Regions from separate parts of the Drosophila melanogaster genome. Here region 2 is linked to region 1. A link is a contact called in public HiChIP or PLAC-seq data. All regions are on one chromosome and are shown on one strand. The core of a region is the stretch at or near the end of the contact, and the rest is flanking DNA. Distances in the headings are between cores, read along the strand shown. Region 1 holds the start of Ugt35C1 (UDP-glycosyltransferase family 35 member C1). Region 2 holds the start of Ugt35A1 (UDP-glycosyltransferase family 35 member A1).

The links. HiChIP or PLAC-seq counts read pairs in DNA pulled down with a chosen protein or histone mark.
Region 2: a contact with region 1 is called in a RAD21 HiChIP or PLAC-seq map of the Kc167 cell line, with 6 times the contacts expected there. The contact joins the promoter of Ugt35A1 here to the promoter of Ugt35C1 in region 1. A contact is called at or near these places in 1 of 1 datasets of contacts at CTCF or cohesin (the Kc167 cell line), 40 of 107 Hi-C or Micro-C datasets (the Clone 8 cell line, the Kc167 cell line, the ML-DmBG3-c2 cell line and 16 more) and 2 of 6 datasets of contacts at active chromatin or transcription factors (both in the Kc167 cell line).

What each region holds. Positions count from the first base shown.
Region 1 is chr3R:11,125,920-11,131,763 of dm6, forward strand. It overlaps Ugt35C1 (UDP-glycosyltransferase family 35 member C1), which reads right to left and starts at 2,409. Exons shown (of 2, transcript NM_001104274.2): 1 at 2,149-2,409; 2 at 678-2,087. The coding sequence starts at 2,394. The coding sequence ends at 781.
Region 2 is chr3R:11,169,609-11,175,452 of dm6, forward strand. It overlaps Ugt35A1 (UDP-glycosyltransferase family 35 member A1), which reads right to left and starts at 3,056. Exons shown (of 2, transcript NM_079590.3): 1 at 2,743-3,056; 2 at 1,209-2,675. The coding sequence starts at 3,016. The coding sequence ends at 1,336. Ugt304A1 (UDP-glycosyltransferase family 304 member A1) reads right to left here and starts at 5,800. Exons shown (of 2, transcript NM_144362.2): 1 at 5,532-5,800; 2 at 3,833-5,300. The coding sequence starts at 5,787. The coding sequence ends at 3,967. It overlaps Ugt35B1 (UDP-glycosyltransferase family 35 member B1), which reads right to left and starts at 638. Exons shown (of 2, transcript NM_079589.3): 1 at 365-638; 2 at 1-292. The coding sequence starts at 602.

The DNA of each region.
Region 1 (5,844 bases), core at 1,159-3,658:
CGATACTTTTAACTCTGTAATTTTTGTGTACTTTGGGCAAAGTTTTTAGGAGTAGGCGTGGCTTAAAGCATGGTGGACCGGGAGCGGTAATGACTGCCCAAAAAACAAATATTCTTAAATTCCTTACATTTAATCAACCAATAAAAAGGTGTTAATAAACTGAAATAGAGGCGAAGGAAGTACAAAAAATTTTTAATTCCAATTCGATAAATGTCACTCATACGCCGTGTGGGCCGTGTAGTTAGTATTGCTCCAGCCCCACGTTTTACATTTTCATTGCAATTAAGATTTCATTTATATGCAAAACTTTAGTTAAACATTATTATCATCCCAGAATTTTAACAAATACTGCGTATATGTTTGGAATGAAAAGATTGCTTCCGTTTTTTGCTTGGACAGACCTAGTAATGATAAGAAGTATTATAATTACGCCTATTCGCCCGTCATTTTGATTTATTATCAAATTGATAAGTAATTAAATACTGACCATTTGCACTGTATAAATAAAAAACACTTTTCAACCGAGCGTTATCAGTAACAAACTTAGACAAAAACACTCGCACAGCTGGTCAAATGATAGCAATTGATGGCAATAGAAAAATAATAATGCCGATTATTGGTGTTCCCCATTAACTCGTTTAAGAAACGTCAGACCCTTGAAATGACAAACAACATTTGGCAATAAAATATATAGCATCAGTGATGGTATTACTAGATAATAATGATAAGAAAACAAGGTTCTTAAAACTGTAAACAACAAAGATATACTACATATAGCCTCTAATGTTTCTTAAGCTTATCAGCATGTAAGCATTTCTGTTTCTTTCCTCCCAATAATTTGCAAGATAACGTTACGATTAACAGAGCGAGTAGTAGAGGTACTGCCAGTATCACAGCTAAAGTGTCCAAGCTGTTCAGTTGAATGAAGTTGAGATCCCGGGAAGTTGCTCGCAGGTGAGGAGCACCATTGTGCCTGATTACGTACTCCGTCCACCAGACAGCTCGATCGACGGCTGATTGCGGTTGATCACGATACCGCTCGGAAATGGCCAAGGATGCTTTGGCATAACTGGGATCAGTGAGCAGCGTTTGAATGGCCTTTTCCAAATCCTCCTGCTTTAGATTATTCAGATCCAAGCCCAAGCCGAATCCCACTCGCTGGGCGCGCTGCACATTCATGTGCTGATCATAGAAGCACGGCAATCCCAGTATGGGTTTGCCAAAGTAAACGCTTTCGGTGCTGCTCAGCAGACCACCGTGGCTGATGAACAACTTCACATTCGGATGGGCCAGAATATCCGGCTGGGGATACCATTTCTTGATCAGCACATTAGCTGGCTTTCCAGGCATATCGTCATCTTCGAATTTCCACAGCACTCTCTGCTTCAATTTGGCAAAGGTCTTCAGCAGCGTATCACGAGTTTCCTGTGGCAGATCCTTGCTCTTCACATTGGAGCCCATGGAGAAGTATATAACACCATGTGGCGAACCCTCAATAAATTGTTTAATGTCTTCTGGCAGTGGTTTCGGCTTGTGCGAGATGTGCATTCCACCAACCTCAATCATGTTGGGCAAATAGGGTCGCGGATAGCTCAAAGAAAAATGCTGGCCCAGCAGAATCAACGAAAAACTATCCATGACTTCCTCCAGGGTTTTCTTTGCATTCGGGAAATACTTTTTGTAAACATTTCTCATATGTGGCAGGTGAACGAAATGGCGATGAATGTCCTCCACAATGACTTCGTAGTGATTTTCCAAGCGCTCCAGAAAGGTCATCCGATCGGTTCGAGGAGAGGTCACAAGCGGGTTATATGATATGGGTGATATATTTCCAGCAGCCTCATCAATAGTTCTATCGGTTCCAAAGCTGGAGAATCCCACTAAAGTGGCATTAAAATGCTGAGCAAAAGCGTACATCGGTTCCATATGGAGCATCTCCGCCAGCACCAGATCGAAAGTTTCTCCCGAATTAAGTAGCCTCTGGACACCCTCGTCCTCCATAGTTACATCGATGAATTTGTTTAATATGTAATCCATGGCATTGAGCTGCTGCCACAATAGTGGCACATTCAGCAAACTCATCATCTCTGCGAGCAAATAGATTTATAAATACAAAATACTATTACTTGTCAATGTGTTAATACACACCGTCTGCGAATTCGTGCGCTTTGAGGGCCTCAATAAAGCGCATATTTGGTGTCTCCTTGTTCTTGAAGGCATTAATAACGGTCACCTGATGACCCTTAGCTGCCAAGCTTTCAAGTAACTCTCCACAAATATGTACTGAGATCGACCCGGAAACGGCAGCGTAGCCAAAATCTTCGCACTTTCCGACTCGAGCGGCTTGGCGCTCAAAGCGCAAAACACGATCGCGATCACAGTTAATAATCTCATGGTCACGGAATGAGTATCGTGCAGCGACTAATTGAACAGATCGGTCAAACTTTCCTATATATACATATGTGCTTAGCTTTTGTTGATAGCGAACGAGAGAGCTTTTTGAGCGACAAACAATGCCCATTCACGATGATAAAGGGCATTTGGCATTTGCATTTTCATCGTTGTTATTTAATAAAGAGAGAGACATTCCACTTTTAAGAGGGAACCCTCCTCGGTTAGGGTAGTCCATGCTCGACACTCATTATCTTTATTGATTCTGTCGGTTTGCTTATGAAATAGCACTTTATAGCGGCTCGGGCCAACTATTTCACATTTTATTTAAAAATTGCCGAAGAGCTTCAAACGAGATTTTGGGCACGCGTTCCCGGCACGTGATGGAATGAGTATCAAATCGATTTATACATATCGCCAATTCGGTACGATTCGGTTCCACTATCACTCCATAACCAAATCGAATAATTAATATATAACCTATTATTATATTTTTGGGAATTTGTTAACCGCTTTTACATTACCTTATTCATATGTTTGTATTTCATATACACCATAAAAACCTTTACACAGTACTATCCCAGTTTCCTCTTTCGATATTAATTCCTCAATTTGTGCAAACTACTTAAAGTTGGCAAACTCCCGACGGGCTTTTAAAGATCTTCCCGTGAAGTCCCCGGTATCCGCTGGACTGAGTGCTGGGCAAATTCCCCGAAGAATGTGCGTGAGAAGTGCAGGCCAAACAAGCGGAGAAGGCAACTAAAAACAAAACGCACAACAGGGAGCTGGGCCGAAAGACGTGAAAAAGGCTCAAAACGAGTACCAATGCAGCTGGCCAGTTGGGAATTTTTGCCGGTGGAGGAGGCGAAACTCGGCGGAGCATAAAGGCCAAAGCGCTGCCTAAGAAAAGAAATTATTTGCTTAAGCGACGGCAAAGGACCTTGTCCGGAGCTTCCTTTTTCCCGGAACAAAGCACACTCACCCACCCGCACACCCACACACACACACACACACAGAGGCAGACAAAGAACAACAAGAATGAAAATACGTAGAATGAAAACAGCAGGAAGGAACAAAAATGAACAGAAAATGTAAAGTGAGTGGGCCAGAAATATTAAACTTTTATACACGAAAATTTTTAAGTGTATGTCCGGCGGGAAAAATTGTTACTGTTAATTTATAAATAAGGTGGAGTTGTTATTGTGGGCTTCTGACGGAATGTCCGCCAGTTGGACCCTTCCGAGCTTCCGAAACCCCACGATGGAACTCCTTTGTAACCCAGCAGGACCAGGACCAGGACCAAGACAACCACCACCATCGCCACATCCCTGGCTATTTGTTTTCACTTCAATTTATTTGCTTTCTTGCGCACATTTTCACTCCTTAGTCCTTGTTTACTCCTTTCATCCAACCCAATACCATCTCTTCCCTCACTTCTTTTTCACCCTTTTTTTTTTTTTTGTGAATCTCCAACCCTCTGAGCTCTTTAGCCCCTCTTTCCTTTGGCCATTTCTTTTGCCGTTTATTATGAGGCTTTTCCTTTGGTCGGCCCCGGATCGCCTTGCAACTTGATTCAATTAAGTTTCCTGATTATTTTAGCTACAAAAAAATGATACCAAAAAAAAAGGCCACAAGGCCCACCTCTTTTTCACTCCTCTTCGGTTAGCAATTTTAATTTTTTAATAAAGGGCATGTGTAAGGCGAGAGCTCTACAAGTGGGCCATCTTGTGGTTTCTGGTGCCCTATTGTATTGGTTCATCATCATCTTGGCGTGGAAGGGGTCGGCTCAAGTTCGTGGCGAGTCAACAACTGATCCGGGGTTAAGAAAAGGTCAACAGCAGGCTGTTCACTTTTCAACGGGTATTTCTGAGAAGAGGTCCTTCGCAATTGTGAAGTGTAACTGTGCATATAGAAAAAGGATGGTTTAAAGAGCATTCCTGAAAGTATATTTATATTTTAGTATTTTTTTAAATCATCAACTCATTCCAATAAATAAGAGTTTTAAATTTAAATCAAATATATTAGTTAAGTTAGTTTGAAAAATTTTAAAATCCTAATGCCCATCTAACAAAGCGATAAATTAGTACTTAAGCTGCCACACTAACAGCATGAAATCTTAACTGCTGGGATACTGCCTGGAAAGGAAAAACTTGGCTTTATCTCTTTTGTGCACTAAATGCTCTTGGCCTTTATTCGACTCGACTCGTCTCGTCTCGTCAGTAGAAAAGCCTGAACAACATTAATCAGGCTTACCTTGTCGTGTATTTTTCCCCACCTACAAACAACCCACACACATGTCTGACTACCATGGATGAAAGGAATTATCCGGAGGGCCGAACAACGAATAGCAACAGCTGCCATATTGACGATGCTTTAAGTGCAAATGCAATTTATTTGCAACAAGCACTTGCTGCACGAACTATGCAACAATGGCTGGCCAGGAATTGAGATTGGAAGTGCCGAGGAACAATTTGCCCATAAGTAAAAATCATTTTTCATTTGTTTTCATTTCCGTTTTATGAAGCATTTTGATTTCGGCATAGCTTCCGACTTCCACACACCATTCTCTACAATACCATATCTTTTCTGCTCTACACTGACGAGATTAGAGAATGTTAAGTGATGGGCAGAACTGCAGTTTGGCAAAAGGACCTCGGACCTAGCTCCTGAATACCTGAAAATCACTCGACCAGGAGCAAGCTGAATCCTTCCAGGATTCTAGTCTGAATATTTGCTACATATTCACTCGCTCGAAGAATGCCAGTCAACGTTGACAATCGACTTTTATTGCTGTTGAAAAGGACTAGTAGCAAGCAAAAAAAAAATATGAAAAACAAGAGATCGGAAAAATCGGAACGATGCGACAAAGAAACGCATGAATGCACTGAAAGAAAAATTTAAAAAACGACTATATTTTACAACATATTCATTCTGTTTCTTATTCGTGCCTTTCAGATACAAAATCATAAATCTAAAACCAATAACAATTATGAAAACACACTAAAACACACCATTGCACAAAGTTATTGATGTTAATATATAAGAAATACCAAGACAAGACAAGCACAAGATTTTTTTCAATGTGCCCAACGACTTTGTCAACTCCCAGTTATTACGTTTTGTTTAACATTTCAGCAAATTACACTGCATTGTCTAGAGCTCAACTTCAGAGTGAAGTTGAAGTCCCCGTTTTCTTTGGGGATTTCCCCATTCGACAGCTTTTCAGACTTTTTTTCTTATTTTTTTTTTTTGCTTCCTTTTCGACGTACTGACCTCTACCGGATTTCGAAGGGAACTTGTGCAATTGCATAAGCACACTTTCCGGTTAGCACTAAGAAAATATCTGCAGCAGAAAAGCAAATGGAGATGTTACAGGGTCAGGATTTGAAGTTTGCTTGCTCTATGTAAATTACACTTGTAATACGATTTTTGGGAAATGAAACTCAAATGGCG
Region 2 (5,844 bases), core at 1,806-4,305, 44 kb after region 1:
GGAGTATACGATAGAGGAGATTCATTGCCCACTAGCGCATCAATATTCCAATCAGTTCCAAAGGTGGATATGCCAATTATAGGTGCATTGAAGTGGGCCGCGAATCCATAGTAGGCATCCGAGCGTAGAGCCTCTACAATTATAAGATCGAAATGATCCTTTCCCGGTGGCAAAAGGGTTTCTGTAACCTCTTTGTTGGTAAGAACACAGCGTGTAACGCTTACAAAGAATTTATTGATGAAGTTGTTCTCTTGCCACAAATTCATTGGTCCGCTCAGTTCGTTTATCAATTCTTAAAGATTGTTACAAAATTGTGTAACTGAAAATGTGTTACATACAAGTATGTTTTTATCATCTATCTTACCCTTATAATTGTTAAATACATCTGGGATAAACACATCTCTGAAGTTAACCACTGGTTTCTTTTGCGGAAACGCATTAACCGAGGTCACCTGGTGACCCCGATTAGCCAGTTCCTTTAAATAAGGTACCACATTAATATACTGTGATGGCCCCGGAAACGGAAATATAGCCAATATCCTGGCAGCTTGCATAGAAGCTGGCAGAGTTAGTAACAAAAAACCTATCCGTAGAGCGAGCATCTCAAAAATCGTCTGCACTTCGCGATCTCACTTTGTAAACTGAATCGGCAAACGCATCACAACATAGTTCTAAGCTGTTAGATAACACTGCATGCCACTGACATGCAATAGTAATTCTCGACAGATGAGATTACGTAAATTTCGTAGGCGATCCACATCTCACCGTCGCACCCCATCACAATTTGTTTCCCTGTCTTATCCCCTTTAATCCCCTAAACAAACACACCGCTCTTCTGAATTAACAATTGTGTGCACTCGAAGAAAAAAAAGGGTTAGTTTACAATTCAAGTGAAAAAATTCAAAAAATAGGTTCTTACTTTAGCTTAAAACCTCGATTCTTCTTTAAGGGTATGCATATCAAATTAAAAATTAAATTTTCTATGCCTTACATAGCTTTTAAAGTAGTCAGTTAATAATAGAGCTTTAAGCTACGGTTAAGTAGAGGCCAAGGTTCATGCGTGCACTATATGATTATAATGACAGCACTTGACGTATTAGCAGTAGTTTCTTTTGAATGAATTTAAATAATTAGTCGCCCCAATGAGCATTTTTTTTTGCTATGATGTCTAAATAGCTAATATGAAAACAATTTAATATTTTTTTTTTCATTTATTTATTTAAAAATTAATTCACAGGTGCTGGTAACAAAACAAAAATGCAAATGTTTACTGCTCTAAGAGGAAACATAAGTCGGTGGCGGCATGAACTCAAACAGTTAATCGACTTTAATTGATTACTGGGTCTTCAATTTACTCGCCTCCGCACGATTTTTTCGGATTTTACTTATAAGCGAAACGAAGACCCTTTGTAAGCATTTAATCAAAATAACGACGATCAGTAGGGAGACAAAAGTGATTGCGATGAGGAGCCCCCAGGTGTCCAGTCCGTGGAACTGAATAAAATCCAGATCACGCGAAGCACATCTCAAGTGTTTGGCTCCCTTATGCCGCAATACGTACTCGGTCCACCAAATGGCGCGCTCCAAAGCGGTTTCCTTCTGATCTCGGAATAATTTGGATTTAGTCTGAGCTGCTGCCGCATAACTGGGATTACTCAGCAATTCCTGGATCAAAGGCGTCAGTTCTGTCGCATTGACACTCCATATATCAGCACTGAGACCATAGCCTACCTGCTTGGCCCTCTGAACATTCAAGTGCTGATCATAGAAAATGGGCAATCCAAGTATGGGCTTTCCAAAGTATATACTCTCGATGGTGCTCAATAGACCTCCGTGGGTGATGAAGAGCTTAACATTCGGATGAGCGAGAATATCGGGTTGGGGGAACCACTTGCTGATGAAGACATTATCGGGTTTTTCGGGCAACTGATCATCCTCGAATTTCCACAGCACACGTTGTGGCACACTGGCAAAGGTTTGCATTAGCATTTTTCGTGTGGATGGCGGCAAGTCTTTGCTTTTGATATTGGAACCCATGGAGAAATAGATTACTCCCTTCTCCGATTGCTCGACAAATTCCGACAGTTCCTTTGCTAAGGGCTGAACCTTTCGCTTCTGTTGTAAATGCAGTCCGCCCACCTCGATCATATTGGGCAAATAGGGGCGTGGATAGCTCAGGGAAAAGTGCTGGCCGAGAAGCATTAGCGCAAAGCTGTCCAAAACTTCATCCAATGATTTCCTGGCCGTGGGAAAGTATTTCGCATACAGATCCCGTTGAGACGGCAGGTGGACAATCCTCTTGTGCAGCCACATTACCGAGGCTTCAAACACATTCATCACACGATCCTTGAAATCCATTTGCTCCGTTCGCGATGAGAGTAGCAAGGGATTGTAGGACAATGGCGATATGTTGCCCATTAACTCATCGATGTGTGTATCTGTGCCGTACGATGAGATACCTATGGTTTCTGCTCCAAAATGCTGGATCAAACCGAAGAGGGCTTCGGTTTGCACCGCTTCCATTATAACCAAATCGAATTTCTCGCCGCTGTTCAGTAAATCCTTTACAGCCGCATCATCCAGGATACTTGTGGTCAAAAGATTGAGAAACTGTGTGGTCATAGTCAACATTTGCCATTGACTCGCCGTTTGGGTGTAATCTGCATTTCCAAATGCTACAATAAATGTGAATTTTAATAGATAACTTGAAGAAATACCTGACAACTGCTTGAGTTTACTTACCCGCCATTATTTCGTGAATTTTTTTAGCACCAATCACCCGAAAGTTGGGCTCGTTTTTATCGCTACCAAAGGTATTGATTACGGTGACATTGTGACCCCGATGGGCCAGTTCCTTCATAAACTGCTCAGCGAAAATGTACTGCGATCGGCCGGGAAAAGGAAACACGGCCAATATGCGCGAACTTTGAACCCCTTCATCGGCATTTGCGGCGAACAGCCATATCAGGCCAATTAGCAGAATGCCAAGACCAGTTACAGAAAATATTCCACCCATTTGCAAGGCAACCGCAGCGATTCGCTGACGAACGACAACTAATCTAACATAAGAACTTTTTCATATATAATTATCGGGGAATGACGATTAGAAGAATCGCCCAAAATTTACTCATTGCCCACACAAAGCAAGTTCAACGAAGCGAAACAGTGGCCTATTAATTTCAAACCAAAACAAATTCACAGTTCGCTCTCTTTGTATGTTTTAATTTATGCACTTATATATATATATATATATATATATATATATATATATATATATTTGTATATATATACATTTTTGGCGTCACCGGCTTGACTCAAACAACTTTGTTGATTGTTTACACACAATACTCAGATGTTATGTAACTAATAGGAGAAACAAATAGCACTCTTTTTTCAATCTGGTTCTCTTAAGTTCTCTTAAGCGCTCTATCGACTTTTGGTTCTCAAACTCTCCAGTTGATTTTGAGTAACTTGTTGGTAAACAAAATGTCTTGCGCTCAGAGAACTTGCAAAATGTTTATAATCGTTTAGTAGATTCTTTATCTATTCAAACATTTTTAGTAATTCAGTTTTGGCTTTGGCTGATAAATTTTAATAAAATTCTCTTTACATATATGTTGAAAATTGAATGAAAATATAGAAATATATTGCTGTCTAATTGTACAGAACGTCACAGACGTGCACTAAATGGTTCCATAAAATGAGTCTAATACTTAGAAATAATCGTAAATTAGGGGCTATTAAGATTAGATAAAGCTACCTACCAATAGCGCTTATCATTCATTGTCCCTCCTGTAATCAGGCTAAAAAACAGTCATAAAATAATTACAATCCAGTTGAAAATATTTATTGTATTTATTCGTATTTTCTAAAATATTAATTTGTATTCACATTTTAATTTGTTATTTTTACAGCTACGATTTTATTAATAAATCGTATACATGATTAATAAACGTATATCTAAAATTAACTTCTAATTAGATGTTTCGTAGGTAGAAATGACTTTGCAGATGTTGACAAATGATTTAGCCATCTTCTGCTTTTTGAGAGGACCAGAAAAACTAAAGCCACCACCAAGGATAGCCGCGATCCGACCATTATGAAATTGTCCAGGGAATAGTAATCGAACAACTTTAACTGGGACTGAGATATTTTCATGTGATCTGCACCCTTGTAGCGTATTATGTACTCCGTCCAATAAATGGCCGCATCCAAAGGATGAATGGGCTGATCCCTAAATCTTTGGGAAATAGCCAAGGCACTCTCTCGATATTCCGGCTCATTTATCATGCTGTGTATAGCATCCTTCAACTCTTTTACTGTCAAGCTATTGATGTTCAACTCCAGAGCTACTCCCTCCTCCTTCATGATTTCCAAATTCCTGAATTGATCGAAAAACGATGGAAGGCCCAATACTGGCTTCGCATAGTAGGCAGCTTCTATAACGCTCATCATTCCGCAATGGCTTATAAAGAGCTTTACGTTTGGATGAGCCAAAATTGCTTGCTGTGGCAAAAGTTTGGAGTGGTAGATATCAGTGCCCAGACTCATCGTAGATTCACCATCGAACTTCCAAATCACACGCTGTGGAACCGATTTGAAAGTCTCCACCAGAATTTCCTGCGTTTTCCTTGGCAAATCTTTACTGTCCTGTTCCAGACCCAGAGAAAACAAGATCACTCCATGTTCTGCTTCATCGATGAACACTTGCAGATCGCTCGGCAGCTGTGGATCCTCTTTGGGAATGTGTAGACCAGCTACTTCAACCATTCCCGGCACATTGGGTCTGGCCCGAAACAGGCTAAAGTGTTGATTGAGCAGCATCAATGCAAAGTCTTGCCGGATCTCATGGAAGCTCTTCTCCAGATGGCCAAAGAAGTGGTCGTGGATAAGGCGCTGTTTTGGTAAAAATACCAAGTTGATCAGCAGCCACTCTTCGGTTGTGTATAACCAATTGTAGATGCGATCCCAAACGTTTTTCACATACTTTGCACGAAATGGCATTATGGGCTCTGTCAAAGTGGATGTTGAAAAACCCACCAGGTTATTTATATTCCAATCTGCTACGCAGGTGCAAATTCCGATCAGTTGGGCGCTGAAATGGGCTGCCATGCCATAGAGCACGTCACTATATCCAGCTTCCAGGACCACCGCGTCAAATGTTATTCTTGACTTCATTAATGCTCGAACTTCCACATTATTGAGGACATTAAGCGTAGCATTTGCCATAAGACTCGACATAGAACTAATTTCCTCCCACTTATTGTTCGCTGAAGCGATTCCAACGGATTCCTCAAACTCTGCAGTAAATATGAGACAAAAGCATATATATTAGAGATTTCTGTTCTTTAATCTAAAGAATCTAAGAATCTAATCTAAAAGAAACTACACTTCGCTTGATTGATTCTTATTTTGGCAGTTGATAAAATTGCAATTAGAATAAATTTACACTCTTGCGTCTGACATAAGTACATACACACTACCTTATCTGAGATAATGATTCAATGGGCAATTAAGATTTTGATACTTACCTAAAAAAACATTATTATTATACCATATTCGTATAAAGGTGACATCCTCAATTTTGTGCATGCAGTGCTTGTATGCATGTATCACCGTCAGCTGGTGACCCCGATCTTTTAGAGCCTGGATATAGGGTGTCACAAGCATGCATTGCGAGTGGGATTCAAAGGGGGCGATGACGAGGATGCGGGAACTACGTATCCAACATATCGAGTTCGAAATCAGCCAGAACATCGGGAGAAGCCATCGCCCCGGAGGAAACATATCGATTGAGCGACCGCTTTCAAACTGACTGACTGAAGAGATTTCCAGCCGATTTCT